2 separate regions of the Anas platyrhynchos genome follow, and region 2 is linked to region 1. A link is a contact called in public Hi-C data. All regions are on one chromosome and are shown on one strand. Each heading gives the region's core, a stretch centred on a gene start, on an enhancer-like site or on the middle of the called end of the contact. The rest is flanking DNA. Distances are from core to core; before and after follow the strand shown.

The links. A called contact is a pair of places that touch in the nucleus more often than the background predicts.
Region 2: a contact with region 1 is called in a Hi-C map of skeletal muscle, with 4 times the contacts expected there. The contact joins the promoter of DNAJC10 here to the enhancer-like site in region 1. A contact is called at or near these places in 3 of 8 Hi-C or Micro-C datasets (F1 follicle, skeletal muscle and subcutaneous adipose tissue).

The regions. Positions count from the first base shown.
Region 1 is chr7:25,636,160-25,643,733 of IASCAAS_PekinDuck_T2T, reverse strand. The region is part of intron 15 of PDE1A (phosphodiesterase 1A); the gene reads left to right. Among named protein-coding and RNA genes, the nearest start is that of PPP1R1C, 72 kb to the right of the region's middle. Within about 2 kb of position 3,408, at least 1 of the 8 cell types and tissues checked has an H3K27ac peak or open chromatin away from gene starts, as enhancers often do.
Region 2 is chr7:25,834,927-25,842,500 of IASCAAS_PekinDuck_T2T, reverse strand. DNAJC10 (DnaJ heat shock protein family (Hsp40) member C10) reads right to left here and starts at 3,658. Exons shown (of 23, transcript XM_005016814.6): 1 at 3,332-3,658; 2 at 2,716-3,073; 3 at 629-794. The coding sequence starts at 2,913. PDE1A (phosphodiesterase 1A) reads left to right here. Exons shown (of 18, transcript XM_027461479.3): 2 at 6,002-6,038. The coding sequence starts at 6,013.

The sequences.
Region 1 (7,574 bases), core at 2,159-4,658:
TTTGCCAGTTGTTAGCTAATAATAACAAACCTACATCAAACATCTTAGTTCATGAGCCGTAACTGAAAATTTTTCTGGGGTTGCAGTTATCTAAGTGAAATGACTGTGGTAATTGTTGTGTGAACACAATTTATAACCTTGATCCAGGTTAACTGAATGCCATTTGAGAACATACTGTCCACACAGTTTGTGCTGTTTCCAAGTACCTAGAGCATTTTAGCATAGTGTTTCACTGCTGTGAAGAACTGAACATGATCTAATACTGACTGTCAGGAATGATACATTGGTATGTACAGCCTTGTCTCTCACCCCATCATCCAAAGCAGCATTTTTTTTCTCTCTCATTAAGAGAATATTAAGTAAGAACAAGCTTCCTTACTTATATGGTGATGGTGACTTGAGAGTTAGGCAGAAATGGCAGCTGAGGAGGAGATGTAATTCATATTGTCACTTCTGCACAAGCAATTTCATATGATCAATTGCCTCTTTTGATATTGTCCAACTAATACTGTGTGGTCAAAAGGACAAAACTGCTAATTTATGATGATCCATGGCTGGCAGGAGTAGGCCATGGACCAGCTAGCTACAGCCTACAGAAATCAAGTGGTCCTGGGCTATCTACATCCAACATCCTTCAGTGTGGAAGAATGAAGAACTTGCTGTCCGGAAGTTTGCCACTTCCAGTTACATCTACTACTAACAAGCCAGTTTGATTTTGGTACATCAGCATTCTGCTACATTACTCTGGAGGTGTACACTGCTATCAAAAGCTAATTTCTTCTTCGTTTTCAGTACTTAGTAGTGCTCTATAAATTAGTGATAGACTCAGTTAAGTTAAACTGGACTATTAACAGCCATAGAAAAGACAGAGCTTCTCACAGTAAGAGATTTAAGAACTCTTTGAGGGTAAATGGTTATAGAGTCATGGTTATAGAGTATACAGTTATAGAGTATACAGTCAATCTTATTGTGAGGCCCAGCAAGATCCAAGAAATCAGGAAGGTTTTTTACAGGGAGAAATAGATTTATTAATGTTCAAGACCTCTATGGACCTTGTTGAGATTTTAGTTATTCAGATTCTAGGATCCCCATATTTTCCTCCACCACCTGATGAAGTATGTCTAGGTATTTTCTGAACAGAATTATGGTATTACAGTAGAACATACATTAGGAAAACTGATGGATAAGTGGAGGTGTCTGGTGTAGAGGCTAGACCTTGATGAATGATATCTGTTCTGTGTGATTTTGGCTGAATCTGTTTTGCAAAACCTCTGTGAGAACAAGGAAGAGATTTATAGAAAACTGCTCCCATAAAGAGGCCACTTGCAGCAACATCTATAGTTGACTGGATCACAGCATGAAGACCTTCATGGTAGCTGGTTAGAATCTAGAGGGACCTTGTGAATAGTGCAAATACTTTTGAGTACAGATTTCTATTTTATTAATACACATATGATAAGGTTTTTTTATATAAAAGCTATGGAGGGATTTTATAGGTTTTGTGAAAGTTAAGATATTTTCCATTCATGTTTTTGCATTGCAATTAATACTTTTACTCCATGTGTGCTGCACACATGGAGTACTCCAAGTGTTGCTGGAAAAGAAGAAAAGTTTTCACTAAATTAATATCTTCTATGGAGCACTATCTAAGGTAGCACATATGTTCCTTGTTACAAAATAAGAATAAGCAATCTTCCCACATTGGTTCAGACTAGCAATATATCTTCTCTGATGTTGCGCCCTGAAAAGACTAAAAATCCTTAATCAGAGTGTGCCAAATTAGCATATAGTAAAGAATGAAAAAATGTTGAACCCTTTCCACTTGAAATTCCTTTCAGATTGCTCTCAAGTTTGACTAAGTTTGTAAGTGAATAGCCTGAGACCTTGAACCTGAGATAATTTGTCTTGTTCTGTCAGGATCTCATGTCTTGTTCTGTCAGGATCATTTGCCTTGTTCTGTCAGGATCTCATGCTAGTGTTTCTGACTGTTGCCGAGAAGCGTTTAGGTTGCTCTGGACATATGTACGAAGCTGTATTTTATTCATATGTTAGTAGGAGCACCTACTGAGGGAAGATACCAGGGATAAATCACTGCCAGGTGAAAAGAATGTTGTTTCTGTCATTATTTTTGGAAAGATAATTTATTACAAACCCCGAAGAGCTGAGTGTGCTGAGAGAGTGACATGTATGAGGACAGCATGCAGTGGTAACAAGCAGGCTAGCTGTTAGCGTAGACCTCCAAACACTTCCTGAACTGACTCTGACTAACAGTACTTGTGCTTTTAAAAGAACCATCTGCATTCTTGTCCATAGGTCTGCAAACACCATATGTTGTTCCCAAACCACCAGATCAGATCCCAGACTCAGGAGAAGTTATCCCTATAATACAGTGTAGTAATACAGATGAACAAAAAACAAACAAAAACTAACAATAATCCTTGCAGTCTCCTGAGCATGACCTGGACTTGTTCTATCTTCTCACCTTATAAGAGTAAGGCTACAGGTGGAGCACTGTCTGGGAGACAGTTCAGTGGAGGCAGCAGGTGCTGAGGTAGATGGTCTGACTCCTGTACTCAGACAGGCCAGAGCAGAAGACCAAGATACACTGGCAGGGTTGTACTCAGGGCAGCTTCCTGGAGATCCAGCAGGTCCAGCTGCTGGTGCTACTGCTCCCTGAAATGGTGCTCTTGAGACTGATGACTCAGAGCAAGCAGCTTGTGCAAGCAGCAAAGTGCCTTATTTTGGGAAAGCCTGTATTAATAAGGAAAGCGCTTATCTACCCAGGCAGTAGTTTGAGAGCTTCCTTACCAAAAGGTTCACAAAATAAGATGGTTCCATTTTTCTAAAAAAAAAAAAAAGGCCATGTCTTGTATAATTGATGCAGAGTAGCTCAGTCCTCTATAGCCTAAGGGTCCTCAACCTTTCACCACTGGAGAATTAGAGGAATGTTTCTCAGGCCTTTCGGGGAATTATGTTAACAGGGAATTACCATAATGATCAAACATCTGGGATTCTAATTTGAAAGCCTTGATGTTTAATTAATATTCCAAACCCCTAATCACCAGATAATCTGTCTTTGTTCAACACAGTGATAAAGAGACCATTTCTGCATTTTTTCAACACCTAGTAGTGACGGCCGCTCCTATTTGAATTGTGATAGTTGTAGCAAACTGACAGTAAAATGCTCAGATGACTCTGAGAGGTTGTTACATTAGGGAAGATGTTTGCTTAATGGATTCTAAGATCTGGGAATTATTGGCCTATTGAAAAACCTGTAAGAAACAACTTGTTGGGAAAGATTTAAGTGTAATATAAGATACTTCATGATGCAGTTATACTTAGAACACAGAAAATTTGCACAGAGGCACAGACAGCTTAGGACACTCACCACATGGTGAGTACACTGCAGGGAATGCAGTGTACAGACCAAGGGTCTAGCTGCCAGTTGGATAGGCCCATCATTAAAGCATGCTAACGTTGTTCAACTTCAGAATAATATGACCAGCAGTGCTATTCATTCTTCCCAGTGTATGCTTATGTGATGAGTTAACTGTTACAGGACCTGAACAAAAGTTGCATTATTTGTATGGAAAGCAATCAGTTTCAAACTGTCCTCAACACCTTTTGCCTAAGCATAGTGCTGCATGGCTCGAAAAACTTTGCAAGGCTCTCACACTGTCTTGTGCTTAATTTTGATAATAAAAATAAGGAAAAAAACAATTTGTATCTTTGTAGTGAGGATCAGCTTTTTTTTTTTTTTTTTATTTACCCATTGGCTGCAGCTTTGAATAACAAATGTCTCTTCTGAAAGACCTCGGCATCATACCTGCAGGCCCCCCTCAGGCACTTTCAGTCCTGCATCTTTCCAGTCACAATAACCACAGGGTTCAGCTCCATTTTGTCTGAAAGATTATCTCTGCAGACTCCCTAATAAGATGAGTAAAAGCTGCTGAAATGCAAAAATCTGATGGCATATTAATCTGATTTAGCGGCCACGAGGAGGGGTGGGTGTTAGGAGGACATGTGTGACAGTCATGGAAACTGAGTGACACTTTGGCACATGAAATCTACCCTAATAGACTGTATTAATCTGTTGGAGAAAAATAAATTCAGAGGGCTAACAGAGCCCCATGTAGTACCAGAGACAGTGATTTTAATTGTAGTGCTAAAATGTTTAGATCACAAGCAGTTTTGAGCTAATGCAGAAAAGTGTTAAGAACTGTGGTAAGAGAAATTTTCTGAGGTCTGAGGAAGTACAGTGACCGGTCTGAGCCAAGAGTGGCAGGAAATATTTAGTATTTGTGGTGTCTGGTAAATCAGACTGAGGAACTGTGACTGAACCCAAGAGCAGGACCTGTTACATGTCCCCCCACAACATATACCAGTGGACAATAAAGCCTTTCCTTACATTCCCTGTATGACATAATGCTGTGGCATCGAGTGCCACTGGATTATATGGTTTGCAGTAATTTTTTATACTTCTAAATCTGTGATGAAATCTGCCTCAGGAATTGAACGTGGAAGGGGCTGGTGACTAGATAACTCTGTGGGTTGCTGTGATCTATTCTTGGGTTTGGAAAAGCCAGCCATGGTTGTTTGGGAACTCTTGGAAATTTCTTTAGAGTCCCAGAGGCACCAGGATCAGTCCTCTTGCTTTCTGCACAGTTTTGATCTTTACTGCTGCTCTCTTCCTCCTCTCTTTAAAATGGCTGACGTGAGAACATGTCTTTTGGGAAGATGCATTTCCTTCCAGTGTTGTCCTGGGTTAGGTCTTTTGTCCCTACTTTGTGGAGCCTGGTTTTCCAGTAAAAAAGAAAACTGACAAGCCTAGAAATCAAAGTCTTGTAGTAATATATAAAGGGAGTCCATAACATCAAGTAACATTCTTACTTAAAAAATCCTCAAATCATTTCATTCTTAGTGAAGCCGAAAAGCCTTCCTCTCTAATTCAGTAGTTTGCTAATTCTTAATGCTTCAATGTCATTGCAACTTTCCATAAGGGTAAATTATTATAGCTTATTTTCAATAGAGCAATACAAATACTGATGTGATTCAACAGACTTTAGCTTTACTGGGGTATGGTGCTCTGGCAGTAGCTGCCGTTAACTGATTCTTGGTGTTCCACTTACACATGGCTTTTGTGTTTTTCCTCTCCACTCTTGGTAAGTCAGGACATGCTAAAGCAGTGCAGTCGCTGGAGACAGAAGAGTCTCATTTAAGCCCTCTACTGTACAGATGATGGTAGCTGAAAGATCTGTTTCTTATTACAGAAAGGCCAGGAAAAGAAAGTCAATGGACAGACGGAGAAGTAAAAGAGAAAGTCCCAAAATGTAGAAAAGCTTCTTCACCACCTAGTAAACCTTATCCTGAAAATGTTGCTGTGCACATAGGCAGTAACACAGCTGAGCCAGTGGACATCGGTGCTGCAGATGGTCCTGCAGCCTCACCAGGGCTTGAGAAGCAGCAGAGCTGTGATACTCTGGAGACTATGGGGTCCTGCAGTAACTCCCAGAGGCACAGTGCTAGCCAAAGATGTATGACAGTTCTGATGGTCTATGAAAATTTTGATCCTTCCCTAGACTGACAAGAATTCAGCACTCCAACGCACTCCAGTGAACAATAGGTAACCGTATGTCAAATTTTTTGACAAAATAAAGCTTCCAGCCATGTTCATTGCTGGCACTGGGAAACATCATGAGGACTGAGCCTTTTATTTCATTTCTGTAATAAGAAATCAGTGAGAATCCTACTACATTCTCATAAATAAAAACACAGTACAAGGTACTTTTATTGAGAAAAGGTTAGGATGTTTAGAGGGTTTATATATTTAAAAAATCTCAAAGCGACTAAAAGGTCACATTCATCCAACCAAAGCAAGAAGTGAGGATCTCAGCTGCTCTGCAGCACTCACAGCTACCTACACTTTCCTGTTCAGCTGTGAAACTATACAAGGAGGGCTCATAATCAACAAGAACAATATTTATTTAAAGAACCTGCTTCAATTTTCAGACATTTATCAGTCAAAAAAAAAAAGAAGGTGACATAACAAAAAACTAGTAGTATTTGGTCAAAGAGGGAAAGAAAAGAAGACACCTTCAGTAGTTAACACATTTTCTGTAGATGCAAAAAAAAACAATAAACAAAACAAAACAAAACAACAACAAAAAACAACAACAACAAAACAAACAAACAAACAAACAAACAAAAATGCACAACCAAACAAAAACCCCACAAAAGCTGAAACTACTGAGTAGCAGAATTTTTCAAGTATTCTGAAACCTGGCTGTTGTATCACAACTCCTGCCAGTTTTCCAAACAACGGAATGCATGACAATTATTTTGCCAACATCCCAGCCTAAACACATGAGAAGAAAGATACCACTTATACCATGTTTATTTATCAGATGACATTGTTTCTTCTCATGAAAGATAGTGATTTAAGGCAGGAGTTCAGAAATGGCAGAGAAGTACTGAAGAGAGGGATATGACTGAGCCATCCCTAACATACCTGTTAGGAGAACGTTTTACAAACTTGAAGAAATTTTGCTGGATAACACTTGGGTTCTTGTAAAGAAAGCAAAACCAAACAATTGAAAATATGTAAATAAGCCTGGCTCCAGGCACTCCAACCAAGTTAAAAAAGGGTGAGCAAAAATGGTTGCAAAAATAATGCCTGCCCTGAGTTCACTGTAGAGCACACTTTTGCCTGCCTTTATCTGAATGGATGTGATATTGTTAAGATGCTCAGTGTCCAAAAAAGAGATGTGTGTTTTCTGGAAGGTGGTGTGGTTTAAGCCAGCAGGATTATTCAACAGCCTGCTACTGCCACTTTTGTAGTAGTAGTTGGTGGCTGTTCTAGAATATGAATGAGAAAGGGAAGGTGAATGGAAAGGTGTCCAGCCATGTCCTCAACTGAGATGGGGTCCATGTGGAGAAAAGGTAAAGAGTGTACTTGCTAATAGGTTCCATAAGAATTTACCCGAGGTACAAGAATGACACTAATACAAATACTGGATTAGGCTCGTGGTTGTGTAACATGACCATATGCTATATACAAACTGAAAAAAAACCAACAACATAAACAACCTTAGACCAGCCCTTGGAGTTGACAAACAAAACAAGGGTTACAAAAAACAATCTTGAGAGCAAACAAATCAACATTGTGCTAGCAAGTATTAAATTAATATAATGCTTATAACAAATTATAAACAAATTTGTTCTTACACACTCTGGTCAGATCTGTTGTCATCTCAACCATTTGTGCCCACACAGGGGACCAAAAGGACCGTTGCAGTTTAACCCTGCAGGCAGCTCAGCACCATACAGACATTCGCTTTCTCTCCCTGCATCCAGTGGGATGGGGGACAGAACTGAAAAGTGCAGGAGCTTGTGGGCTGATATAAGGACAATTTAATAAGAAAGAAAGAAGGAAAAAAAATAAAAACCAACAACAACAGCAATAAAACCATCAATAACAACAACAACATAAACAAAGAAAGTGATGTAAATCAGTTTCTTAGGACAAAAGCCTTAGGTAGGTAGATTATATAACAAATGACAGATGCTTTAATTAA
Region 2 (7,574 bases), core at 2,409-4,908, 200 kb before region 1:
CTTTCTTTTTCACGTCAATCAAGCCATGTTCCTCAACTGCCTGTTTTAAACTTACTTCTGTCAAAGTGGCTCTGAAAATAGTTCATCCCCCCGTTTTCCCCACACCTATGAAAGCTCTGTTGAGATAAACATAAAATGATCTTGAGACAAGTTATTTAATTTATTATTCTATTATTTTTCTTCATTTTCTTCTACCTCTTTACTGATCTCTAACTGTGTAAGTGAATGTAAAAATGGGCTTGCCAGTGCAGAAATCTCCTCTCAAAATCCGCTTGAGAATGCAATTCCTATACCAAAAAGAATACCAATGAAACAGTAACATTGGAATTTTTTTTTTTTTAAAAAAAAAAAGCACCTAAGCACCTGACATAGAGTAAGAAGATAGGCAAGATAGGCAGCAGGAACAAAGGGCTAGGTAGATAGAGCATCATGTTGTTATTTTGTGGGTAGCCATTTACATGATAAATAAAAAATTGCCTCAGAATGAAAATGACAGCAACAGAACAGCCAAGCAAGAAGAAGTCTGGACAGGATACACCAGAAGTTTATAATAAGATTGATATAGATCTGAATATAGCATTTCCTTGTGACTGCCATAAACAAATCACAAACACACATCGTCACTTACCAAAATCATAACGATAGAAGTGCCAGCTTTCATAACGACCTCCTTGCTGCTGATCTTCAAGGCCTTTCTCTCCATATTTATCATACTTCTTCCGTAGATCTTCATCTTTAAGTACTTCGTAGGCTCTATTTATTTTCAAAAAATTTTCATGTGCATTTGGATCATTCTATTTAAGGAAAAACTATAATTAGTAAATAATAAACCGCATGGTAACGCTGAGAAAATAATCTTTGAAAATTTTTTGCCAGTTGCAGTGGAAGCTGACACTAGTGGTCTCCAAACAAACTACAGTAAAGTTTTCCTTTCCTAAAGCCCAATGCATATCCTTCTCATTTCTTCATTCTCACTAAGGTACCAACTGAAATACAAAGCAAACTGTTAGGAAGCTGTAACATTCTCCAGTGATGCCTCTTCTTTCAACTCTCCTAACTTTTGTTTGACCTCCTCTCCTTTCAGATTAAGTTTCCTGTGCAACTTCTATTCCCTTGAAAAGAATACACAATGTGTGTGTAGGAGAAGTGGGGGCATACATGCAAATTTAGCAGGATGCTTCTTCCAACAAGTAAAACACTGTCAGTGCATCTCCCAGCTGAAAATATTTTGTCCTTCTGAGCTCAGCTCAGTAGATTAAATGAGTTATACTGGTATACGAACTTGAAAAAAATACATTCCCTATTTTCTCTTATTACTTTGGATACTTGTATACTTGTATATAATGGACCTTGTTTTGCAAATGCAGAGGAATGAAAAAAAAAAACACAACACACACCAAAAATCCTTAAGAACGGAGACTTGCTATATCTCATGGCTTATAGGCTCCTTTACTTATCTGAAAAGCATTCTTAGTTCTAGGTATTCTGGGTTCTTAAGAATTAGAATAGTGAAAAATGTACTTGGAACTCCAGTTTGGGTCCTGAGCTGGTGCAGTGTAACAGTGGTGAACAAGATCTGTAGTGATCTCTCCCACCTTTTTTACTTCTGCTTACACATTTCATTCAAAAGGCACTTCCTTAAAGATACTTCATTCTTAAAAATACTTCACGTAGTTACATAGATGCACATGAAATGAATTGCTATTATGGAATTTGTGTAATGGCTTCATCGTCTCCGATCATCTTCAATGTTGCAAGCAATATGTTGAAAAATTGTTTGTTGTATTTCAGTAATATTGGCATACATCGAAGCTATAGAATCTGATCTGAAATATTAATATTTTGAACGTTTAACCCAGTGAAACCATAGCTTGCTGTTAATAGGTACAAACTGGCATTTCTAACTTGGTTGGGATCTGGCTTTCTCTTTGAGCTTTGTCATATTCATATCCATTGTAAAAACATCGTTTGTACTATGTGCAGGCAGGCCATGAGCCTACACAGCACATCAGTGTCCTGTGTGTCTCTGTGCAGGTGTAGCTGCACATAATACTTAGCACATAAGTGCCAAACACCATATTTCCCATGAACTTCTGATTAATTAAGGAAATCTTGAAAAAAAATTATGGCAATTAAGTTTTAAAAAATTATTTCTTTGTACTTTGGAAAATATGGTATCACACACTGAACCATTCCCAGTCATGTTTCTCTAGTCACCCTACAGCTCCTTTTTACCCTCCTTCATTAGGCCTTGGCAGTCCTAGAATTTCTGCTTTGTTCTGTTTGACACCTGGAGACTGATGTCTCAAGACAGGCTGGTGTTGTTTGCTCTTTGGTTGAGACTTCACAGTAGGGAAACGGTGATGTCCCCCAAGCTAAATAGAAAAAGATAAACTCATCAGTTTACCAACAAGGTAATATGGTACAGATACATGTTTTCTTGTATTTACAAAAATGCAACCAAGAAGTAAATGATACTGCATTTTTCCTTCAGCAATTTGACATGACCCAAATGTCAACAGAACCACGTATATTACCAGTCAACCCCTCATGGTCAGATCTTCTCTACAGAAAATCTGAGCTAAACCACATTGCCAGCTCTGTACATTACTTCACAAGAACAGAGAAACATTTTAGATAAAGTAAAAACACATCCTGTTTAAACATTAAGACCCCTTACCTCAACATCATTGACCTGTTAAAGATGAAACTTACCTGATTTTTATCAGGGTGTAACTTTAATGCCAGTTTTTTGAATGCTTGTCTTATTTCTCTACTGCTTGCTTCTTTGGATACTCCAAGTAAACTATAGTAGTCCTGATCAGTGCACACAAGAACTATTGCACATACTAAAACTAACAGTAAAAATCTCAAGTATCTGGTATGATCTCCTTTGGACAATACAAACTCCATCGTGAAGCTTCTGGAAAGTTTACAGGTTCTGATTTGAGCAGGCTTTGAGAAGAGTCTTTGGTAAATCCACTGATGTTTGGAGATGGGCTGTACTTATGACAGACCTCTTCAAAATCCTGGTTGTCCTACTTCACATCACAACTCTCACAAGAATTCCAATCTATAAAAAAGGGGGGAAAAACAAACAAGTATATACTTCAAGTAATTCAATATACACGAGTAAAGAGCTGCATCGCCAGGTTTTGCGGTCTGCACATGAAGTTTCCTGACGGCGAGCTACCTGCTTCCCGAAGGCCACTCAACTAACAGACCAGCCCTGCATTCAGCGCCTTGTTGACTCAGGCAACGAAGCAAAGCCTTAACCAGGCGGCCGGCCCAAGCGCGTCCTGCCTCCGGCCCGCTCCTCCATCGCACTTACTCGCAGCACCCCGGGGGGACGCTTCTCCCAGGGCCGGTGCTTTCAGCCTCTGGCAGACCGGCCGGGCGCGGGGGCCGCCGCAGGGCCGCGGCCGTGAGGTAACGGAGCGGCGAGGCCGGGAGGCGCCGGGGGCCGCCCGGGGCGGGGTCGCCGCCTGCTCCGCTCCGCTCCGCTCCCCGGCCGGGCCGTGCCCGCAGCGCGGCTCTCAGCGTGCGGCAGCGGCGGGCCGGGCGCGGAGCAGCATGGGGCGGCGGCGCCTTCTCCCCGTTGCCGGCGGAAGGGCGGCCCGCACCGGGATCCGGCTCGGGGCCGGAGCGGGCGGGGCGGCTCCGGGATGACGTGGCGGCCGCGCCCGCCCCAGGCGGGGCTCGGCTCCTCCCGGCCGCTCCCCGCGGCTCGGCCCGCCCAGCCCCAAGCGGGTTGGGGGGGGTGCTGCTGCCGCGCCCCTCAGCGGGACGGAAAAAAGCTCGAGATAAGGGCGGGCGGTCACCAGTTGTCCTTACGGGCACAGCACTGGCTTGAGGAAAATTAATTAATTAATTAATAACGGCAGAGCAGTGAGAGCTGAAAACAAACTGGAAACACCCTCCTCCCGCCCGCCCTCCTCTGCCTCTTCTTCCCGAGCGGGGCGGGGAATAGTGGCCAGCCCCGAGCGCTTCAGCTCCGACACTTGGCCGTGGGGGCTGTCCCGCGAGGGGTCCCTCCCGCGGCAGGGCTGCTCCGCGGGGCTCTGTGGCACGGGATCCGCCCGTCAGGAGCGGGCTGCTCGGCACGGGTCCCACAGAGCGGCAGCTCCCTTCAGGGCACGTCCACCTGCTCCACCAGGGGCTTCTCCACACACCACAGGAGAACTTCTGCTCCAGCGCCTGGAGCGCCTCCTGCCCTCCTCCTTCACTGACCTTGGCGTCTGCAGGGCTGCTTCTCTCACGTTTTCACTCCTCTCTCACACAGCTGTGGCACAGCGTTTCTTGCCTGTTCCTAGATACATCGCCACAGAGGTGCCACCAGCGTCGCTCACTGGCTTGGCTCTGGCCAGCGGCAAGTCTCTGTTGGAGACAGACAGAACCAGCTCTTACCTGACGTGGGGCAGCTCCTGGGCTTTCCTCACAGAAACTGCCAGAAACTGCCCCTGCTGCTCCCCCACTACCAAAACCTTGCCACACAAACCCAAAACACACACAAACGTGGCCATTATGTGTGAGGACCTGGCTGCATCCGCAAGGGAGCCTCTGGCCGGCTGAGGGAGGCTGGTAGTGAAGAGATGCAAGTGGCAGGAGGAGGAGTGCTGAGGAAGCTCTGTGGTGCCAGGCCTGCCTGGGCACGGCCAGGATACTGACACACCCCAAGCTCTCCAGTATGTGGCCAAGCCCTGATCTCTGTCCTGAGCCCAGAAGCCTCTCAGTGGGTGCCTGAAGGTCTCTGAAGATAAAGACAGTCAAGGAGCCCATTTCCCCAGGAGCGCTGTCCCACAGCACAGGGAGCTGCCCTCACCTCAGCGAGGCTCATGGCAGAGAGAGGCTCCAGGAATGGACAGACTGCAGTGATCTCCTCATGGTTGGTCACTTCTCTTTCCTCACATATCTGCACAGGAGCATAAATGTCTGAAAAGAAACAGACCTGAAACATTGCTGGGGGTGCCCTGCTGAACACAGTTCTTCCCACTGTGAGGAGGGAGGCAGAACAAGTAACCTGAGGTGTGGTGGGGTTGCGGGACCCCTCCAGGAGTGCGCTGGGGTATTCCTTGCCCAGGTCAGGCAAAGAAGCAAAGTCCCATTTGTCACAGCGAGGGCCATTAAGGGATTCAGAAGTGGTATGGTCTTTTGAGGGAAGTGATGGGCTTCTTTATAAAGCTCAAAAATGGTTGAAAACTGAGCTTGCTACACATTATTGCTATTTGCATAGACTTGTTTTATGATCAAGGCCTGGAAAGTGGGTTCTCAAATAAATGTGCATTGCAAGAAATATTTGAAACACTGCCCATGCAATTCAGACATGCTTACAGTTTGACTCTCCACACAGGTGCTTAGTTTGAAATTATGTCAGATAATAGTTCTCTATCCTTTTTATGCAGACAAAACTGAATGTAAGTTACGTACTTCAGCCCAGGTCAAGCTGCCATAGAAGCACTTTAAGGGTCATTGATGAAATGAATTGATTCATGCTGTTTGTTTACTTTTCAGTCTCAGCTATCTAAACAAATGTTTCCATTGTGAAATATTTGGGTAAAAACAAACAAACAAAACAAAACAAACAAACAAAACCAACAACAAACAGTAGCCAGTGAAGACAAAAATATGGAGTGTACCTGAGAAATTAGTTTCTGATTTTCATGTTACTACAACCTTATGGAAATCAAAACATCTGTCAAACTAATGACAAATATAAATATATATATCTGCTGAAACATTTGAATCTCCTCCCTAATAATTTTGCGACAAAGTAGGTTAAAGTGAAAGACACCATTATTTTTAATTTTCAATTTAAAAAAATTAAATGATGCTTTATATTACACATTTAAATGCAACTTTTATCTCTTTATGTGGGCACTCATTGACTTGGTATCTTTCAGGTGAGGTAGGGACACTTACTGCAATTGTTAAACATAAGAGATATTTTAGTCCTAAGTTATTTTAGTTAGTCATTTTTTTTTTTAATTTTTATTTTTTCCAGATCAAGCTTCAATGAGAGAAATACAAGCAACTGCTAGGTAAGTGAACTCAGTTATCGCTATGATATGTAGCTAGAAAGCAATGTTAGATGTGTCATTCATTGCAAAGGGTAAAAGCTTTCTTGTTTAGCTAGAGGAATACAAGAAAAGGCATTTCTTGATCTTCAGTCATGATTAAAGTGTAGTAACTCTAATTTATTTTAAAGTAATGCAGGTATAGTGGTTATATATGTTATTGAAAACAATGCATGTATAAAAATATTCCTGAAACTATTTGCTTCAGTTCCTAATGGTAGTGAGTTCCATGAGTTAATTATTCTGCTTTTCTTTTTGTCTGTGGTTGTGAAAGCTGAATGTGAGTGTTAATGGAGATGAGAAGCAGACATTCCTACATAGTTGTAAGGACAGGGTTCACTTTAGCAACTGACTGTCCATTTATCATATTACTTCAATTTTCTACTGTTGATATTCTGATTTAGTCAATAAAATGCCATTTTCTTTTCTCAACTGCTGTTTTAAATCAAAATACATGTCTGTACAACTAGATGGCAAAATAATGTTACTTCTGTGTTTTTCTGCAATGTACCAGTAATATATAACAGACTGGGCTGTTACATAGTTGATTTTCATTAATTAAGGAATACCTATTAACGTTTTGGTTTGTTCCCCTACTCATTAGTGTGGGTTTGTGTTGGGTCAAGGTGATCAGAAAAGTCCTCCAAAGTTTCATGGAGTTCTGATCTGTGCAGTGCTGAACAAATGCCTGGAAAGAATGAGAAAAGCTACTTTAGGTTAAAACACTCTCTAATGGTAGAGCTTTTGATGTAGGTGGAGGGCGTAATGACCTGTGACCCTTGTGACTTTGCATGACTCACAAGCCAACTTCATCCTCTTCTGTGCTTCACTTTGATAGGCTTCTGTCATCTGCTTGTGCAAGGGTTGTAGTGAAGTGTAACTGAGCAAGGCCATTGATGTATGCAACGGATGATAATACCTTTTCATGTGGATTTTATCCAGTTTGAACTATTAGCCATGAGAACAGTTTGAAGCTCATTCCAATCTATGGCTGTCTTTAGCAGTCATACACTTGAACAAGCACCCAGCTTACTGCTGTTATTTGTCTATTTTTACCTTTTACTACGTCAGTTTTGCATCTGCTTTAAAAAGTCATGCCAGTAACTATAAATAACGATAGTGAAAGTCGCTCTTTCACTTGACTTACCACATCGAGTTTGTATTTAGTAATGATTTAATTAAAATTTTGACTGCTGTGCTCAGTCTTTCCCTTGCATTCCTCTTTTACTTCCAGTGATGTGACTGTGGTTTTATGGAACTAGGTAAACTGATTTTATTTTGTCCCTGGGGAACTCAGAGACAGCATACATCTTCCCAATTGTCTTTCATTCATGACAGGAATTTCAAGCAATTTCTTTAAACTTTCTTCATTATTGTTTTGCTCAGATCTTTCCCACACATTTAGCTGTATCTTACTATGATAGTAACATCCATATCTATATCTTGTTTGGAGTTGGTTTGAAGTCCTCCATAAAATAAATTCCATCTTATTTTTTTCTG